Linked DNA regions of Sus scrofa: region 1 is linked to region 2. The links are chromatin contacts, called in public promoter capture Hi-C maps. All regions are on one chromosome and are shown on one strand. The core of a region is the stretch at or near the end of the contact, and the rest is flanking DNA. Distances in the headings are between cores, read along the strand shown. Region 1 holds the start of NIT2 (nitrilase family member 2). Region 2 holds the start of ZBTB11 (zinc finger and BTB domain-containing protein 11).

What was found. Promoter capture Hi-C pulls out the DNA fragments that hold promoters and counts their contacts.
Region 1: a promoter capture Hi-C map of liver shows a contact between it and region 2, with 3 times the contacts expected there. The contact joins the promoter of NIT2 here to the promoter of ZBTB11 in region 2. A contact is called at or near these places in 1 of 5 promoter capture datasets (liver) and 1 of 2 datasets of contacts at active chromatin or transcription factors (alveolar macrophages).

What each region holds. Positions count from the first base shown.
Region 1 is chr13:158,651,261-158,654,428 of Sscrofa11.1, forward strand. NIT2 (nitrilase family member 2) reads right to left here and starts at 1,835. Exons shown (of 10, transcript NM_001244342.1): 1 at 1,789-1,835. The coding sequence starts at 1,816.
Region 2 is chr13:157,420,728-157,423,969 of Sscrofa11.1, forward strand. ZBTB11 (zinc finger and BTB domain-containing protein 11) reads left to right here and starts at 1,297. Exons shown (of 11, transcript XM_003132695.5): 1 at 1,297-1,852. The coding sequence starts at 1,543.

The DNA of each region.
Region 1 (3,168 bases), core at 585-3,084, 1.2 Mb after region 2:
TAATAGCTTCACCTATGATAACCATAAGATTGGTTTTGAAATCAGAATAAAATATCTTTTTTTCTTTTGTCTTTTGTCCTTTTAGGGCCACACCCCTGGCATATGGAGGTTCCCAGGCTAGGGGTCCAAACAGAACTGTTGCTGCCAGCCTATGCCACAGCCACAGCAACATCAATCCGAGACAGGTCTGCGACCTACACCACAGCTCACGGCAAAGCCGGATCTTAACCCACTGAGCAAGGCCAGGGATCGAACCCGCAACCTCGTGGTTCCTAGTCGGATTCGTTTCCACTGCATCACGATAGGAACTCCAGGATAAAATATCTTAAGTAAACAAAAGAGAAACAGCATAAGGGATGTGCAGATCTTTTACACATATAAGCATCTGTGAGGTACTGCTAACAGTATTTTATAGATGAAGAAACAAGAGGCCTGCAGAGGGAAAGGAGCACAAAGCCAGTTAACAAAGTTAAATGGCACAGCCACAACCAAGCCAAAATCTAAGACTGAAGGGGCACATTGTTTGTTTTGGGGTGGGTGAGGTGAGGTCATGTAACTTGAAAACACTCCTCAAGGAAGTCAAATCAACATTACCATCAACCCCACCAAGCTCTCAAGTCCATCAGCCTCTTCTGAAAGATACAGTCACACTCAGGAGGTATGTAAAAGGACTTCTATACCCAGATCCTGAACGTCCATTCCACCAACTTGTGCTGTACTCCAGAGGTTGAAATGAAATACAGCACTTTCACAAATCTTACGGTCTTCAGGGAGCTTCACTAAACCTTGGTATGAACGATTTATGTTTATTTTACAGGACAGGAAACTGAGGTCCAGAGAGGTTAAATGACTTGACATGGGCTGAGCCAAGACTGTAATAATCCAGTCTTCAGACTTTGAGCCCAGAGCACTCCACTGCCTCATGTGAAAGAATCCTGCAAAGACCCGGGTACGAAGCTAGAAACTCACACCCCTGGGGCTGATCCAGAATAGGGATGTGTAATACCTAACCTGAAAGCTCAAGGTCCAGATGCAACCTGCCCAGTTTTTTGTTCAGAAGAAAAGGGCAATCATCGGTGGGTTTGAGGGGGTGCACACGGGAGCAAATTAACCAGTCCGCTTACCACACAAGCCCAAATCAAAGAAAACAGGTGCTTCATTTACACGTGACAAGGCTCAAACCACAAATAACTAGAATGATGCTTTGTGCAAAACCCAAGTTCAAAAATCAATCTAAGCCATAGCAAAAGTCTCCAGGACTCTCACAGGTCAGACTCTCACACTTTAAGTACCATAATTACCGAAAGCTTTTCAGAAAGAACACTGTCTTGGGGCGAGGGGGAGGCGGCGAGCAACTGGGAAGACTACAGGGAAGGTGCGTAATTTGCATTTTTAATGAGCACCCGCCCGCGCCTTCCCGCCCAAGTGATTCTGGAGTAGTTGGGCACGGAACTCATCTGGAGTCGCAGTCTTACGTGTCACAGGAGCACAGTGGGGAGCAAAGTGAGGGCCTATCAGGGGCAGAGACCCGGAGCTCCCGCGGTCCCGTCTGGAAGCCCGGAAGCCCGGCCACCGCACCGCGCTGCGCTCCAAGGCCTCCTCCCCGTGACGCCGCCGCGCACCACTCTCGCCGCTCGGGTCCCCAGCCCCGCGGACACAGGAGCAGGGAAGGCCATGAGTGCAGCGGAGATACGGGGCGGAGACGAGTGGCCAAGCCGGCAAGGTCCTCCCCTGGCGCCATACCCGAAGCCTCCCCTCCAGGTGAGTTCAGGCCGCCGCGCAACTTACTAGCCATTGCTTTGTCGAGAAGCACCATGGCCTCCTAGGGCTGAACTGAGGTCACTGGGCCGACGGCGGCGCCGCGAAGGGCGGGGCAAAGCCGCGCGTCTGGGGCGGGGCCGCGGCGCCGAGGCCCGCCCCTACCCCTCCTTCGGGCCTGCCCCCTCCGCGGGAAGGGTGTTGTCTTTGCTTCTCTCCTCAAACAACTTTTAATCGCCCGTTGTTTTCCATCATCCCTGTAGTCAGATCCTCGAAAGACAAAGGGATGACTTAAATCGAGGTGGCGTGCTAATAAATGTTTAACAGCCGGTCTCTCGGTTTCTCAGCAAAAGGACTGAACCTCTAGACTGAACCTCTATCTGGTTGGATCACCTGTGGGGCCAGGAGAGATACCACTTGCTGATTGCCTTGGTCTATTTGAACCAGTCGCTGTAAGAGGAATGAAATTTCTATAGGTTGATTTAGGCACTCTAGACGTCACTGGGGTCGTACTACAAGGCTGCTACGTAATGGGGAAGGCGAAAAGAGAAACTTAAAAGTTTAGACAGAATATCCTCAACAATAATTCAGTCCTCTAATACGCTGAAATCTGCTAATATTGTTTTAGGATATTTGCATTTATATTTATTAGTCAGGACTGTGTTTTGACTTTTGTGTTTTGTGTGTGCTTTTCTCAGGTTTGGGGATCAAAAATCATAAAACGAGGCACAACATTGTGAATCAATATACTCAATTTTTTAACATCATAAAAAGTTTGCTATCCTTTTTAATGCTCTGGAATTGTTTAAGAAATTATGTTGAAGTGGAAATTATTTTTTTTAGGGTCGCAGCACATGTAAATTCCCTTGCTGGAGGTGGAATCAGAGCTACTGCTGCCGATCTAGGACACAGCAACGCGGAATCCGAGCTGCTTCTGCGACCTGATCCTTAACCCACTGAGCAGGGCCAGGGGTCGAAACCACATCCTCATGGATACTAGTCGGTTGTTTCTGCTGAGCCACAAGGGGAAATCCCTGGATCTTAGTTTTTTAAAAGGATACTTTAAAAAAACAAACAAGTTTCCGTTTTGGCGCAGTGGAAACAAATCCGACTAGGAACCATGAGGTTGTGAATTCGATCCCTGGCCTTGCTCAGTGGGTTAAGGATACAGCGTTGCCATGAGCTGTGGTGTAGGTCCCAAATGCAGCTCGGATCTGGCGTTGCAGTGGCTGTGGTGTAGGCCGATGGCTACAGCTCCAATTCGACCCCTGACCTGGGAACCTCCATATGCCCCTTGGCCCTAAAAAGACCAAAAAACAAACAAACAAACAAAAAAACAGGAGTTCCCTTCCTGGCTCAGCGATTGACTATCCCAACTAGGAACCATGAGGGTGCATGTTGGATCCCTGG
Region 2 (3,242 bases), core at 47-2,546:
CAATTTTAATATACTTAGTTTCACAGGAAAACAGTGGTAGTGCTGACCCAGCACAATACCCTTGGAAGGGTGGATCTGGACCACCCACTCTGGGTGCCCCACCCCGTGGAGGCGGGGGAGGAATGCGTGTCTGCTTCTAATACCTCCTACCCCAACGGTAATTTGTGGAATGAGCAGCCTATGTAAACCCTAATCCTGGCAGCTGTATTTTCTGGGCCTGGCAGTTCAGGTACCAATAGCTAGAATATTAAACTGCCTTAAGTATCTCTGGCCGTTAGGAAATTCTGACACCCCCCCCTCTTTCCCCCGCCCCCGCTGCCCAAGCACGGTGCAGACTGCACTCCATTCTTTGAGCCTACTGCTTTCAACTGTGGTCTGTCTTCACTTGTATCCGTAAGGGTTAGACCCTCACCCAAGCGACTGCAGACTCCAGGATGGGATGTAAGAGGGTTGGCCCAGGGTTTTCAGGCTCCAGTTTAAGCACTAACAGCGCTCTACCCCAGTAGCTTTAAATGTCATAGGCCTGTGTCTCTAATCTGCGTTGCATATCCGACCTAGGGACGGGTTGACCAGGACCGCTCCAGGCTAAATATCTCAACTAGAATGCACATTGGAAAACGTAGGTCGAATTACCTTGGCCTTTTGTGCCTTCAATATATGTTGGGTGTAAAATGGAAAATTTTTCCTCCCAAGCTAATGTGAAAATATATGTAAATAAGCTGTAAGGAAATAGTGTTAGCTAGTCTAAGTGCCCTCACTGGTAGAAAATCATCACTGAATCAACCGATAATTCCAGGAAAACCATGCGTAGTTTTGAACCAGCTGATTCTTAGAAATTACAGTAACTCCTATAACGGAGAGACTTGGATTTTATAACACTGGAAGCTACATTTCCGTGTAAAAGGGCATTCTTTGGTCTTGTATCCCTTGACTAATACTTTACTAAGAGCCTCAAAATCTGGCGTATTTGCGTTGTCGAGGGTCTCCAAGCGTCGTCACGTAGGAAAAAAAGGCTCCTTTACATCCTAAGGTATCACCGAGGGTATAAACAACTGCCCACAAGCTCCTACACGTGCTCAGAGCATGGGAAAGAAGGGAAAAATCAAAAGGGAAATTGCCAGGACTTAAGATGTCTGCCCCAAACCACTTCTGTCTCCCCAGAAGGGCCTACCCGCTTCCAAAATGTCCGACCGCAGTCCTGACGTCACTCAGTCCGCTAGATCAATCCAGAAAGCCTCTGCACTCCAGCTCCAATCAGGGCTTAGTCCCCTCACCCACTGCCCTTGATTTGCGTCACTTCCGGTGGTGCAGCAGCCATTTTGTCAGTCGCCAGCGGATCCCGCGCGCTGGAGAAGTGCAGTTCCCCCTGGTTACCAACTCGTCGGTTCTCCCTCCGCGCTGCGGGCGCCGTCGAAGAGTATTCACCACAGACACAGTCGTAACTCCCTACAGTGCTGCCGCCGTTGTTGCATCCGCCTGGAGCCAGTGCACTGTTTTTCTCTCCTGCCATTGACAGGCGCCCTCAGGGAGCCGCCGTCAGCGATGTCAAGCGAGGAAAGCTACCAGGCCATCCTGCGCTACCTGACGAACGAGTGCGAGCCATACGCGCCGGGCACCGAGGGCAATGTTAAGCGTAAAATCCGTAAGGCAGCCGCCTGCTACGTGGTGCGCGATGGGACCTTGTACTACCAGCGACGGCAGAGGCACCGCAAGACCTTCGCCGAGCTGGAGGTAGTGCTGCAGCCCGAGCGGCGCCGGGGTCTCATCGAGGCGGCGCACCTGGGTCCAGGCGGCACTCACCACACCCAGCATCAGACCTGGCACGACTTGTCCAAGACGTATTGGTGGCGAGGTAGGACCTCGCCCGCGGCAAGGGGGAGGGCGGGCGGCTTGCTGCCTGGCTAGGCCCGCAGGTGGAGGCAGGCCTGTGTGCATCGCCAGTGTGAGGGCCCGCACTGCTCCTCTCCGGCACCACTCGCCGGTCCAGCCTGGCCTGCGCTTAGCGGCGGAGTGGCTGCCAGGCGGAGCCGAGAGGGTGGGGGACGTGAAAGGAGCCGCACTTCCCACAGGAAGGAGGCCGGGGAAGCTGGGGGGCGGGTCCTGGCTCGGGGTGGGGCGAATGGGGGCTTCCCCGGGGGCCGGCCCAGCCACGGGGAGGGGCTGGGACTCGCGGGCGGCTCCCGGCCCTCCTCTTTCGGTAGCTCGGGAGGCGGTGGCTCCTGCTCTTGGCGGAAGTTTCTCGGCGGCGGGAGGCGGGCGGCGGTTGCGGTGCTCTGTATTGTGCGTTTTGAGTTCCTGTTTGTGCCGATGGTTGGGGGAAGGGACGGTCCGCCAAGAGTCCGGAAGCTTTCTGCAGGGCGTTCCACTAGGGTCTTGGCCAGTGGTTTTGAGGTTCTGCGTGTCCACTTGCCGGGATTCCTCATAGCACGCTACTGCGGCGTAATTAAGGAATCATGCGATTTTGTGCAGAAGTGATTTGGAGTGACTACGTGGAAACAGGGTTTTTTGGCTTTTGCTGTTGTTTGAAAGTCATTTTGGGCCCTAGTTTTTAGAGCAAGGATTTAATAGCAGATATTTTGAATTCTGAATGTTATATTTTTACATAGTGTTATAAGATTTTTTTTTAGTATATATCCCGTTGATAATGTGAAGAGCGCTTTGAAAACCCTGAAACACAACACATACCTGGGAAAGATGAAGTTTCTGTGATTGGTCAAGGAGTATAGCAACGAAGTTTCTTGACTCCTTAGGAAACAAGGGAGGAGAGAAAGAAACGGCCCTTGGTTTCTTTACTGTCCTCACTCTCCACAAAATTGGTGAATGTTTATATTGTTCTCTTAAAATTAGTAATAAAAGTTTGCAGGCCCATAAAAGGTTTTGTCAGGAGGGATTCGGTCACTCTCCGTACGGCTCTGCAGGAATTAATTTATGATGTACTTATCTATAAGTAAGGAAGACTACTGAACAGCTTCCAAAAGTTCTTTTACGTGTATAAATTTGTTGGAGAGTTCTTCTTGCTTCTTAAATAGTTCTTTCGTGTTTTCAAAAGCACCCCCGCTTTATGTTGTTAAATACTTTCCCTTAGTTTATTTTATATTTTTAAACCTGTATCTGCATTAGATTTCTTTAAAGAGACACATCTGTGAAGGGTGAGGATAACATTGTTGAAGTTTTTACATGGTAGACAGTGTGTGCTGAGTACTTAGTTTATTTTCACTCATTTAATCTTCATAAAACCTGGT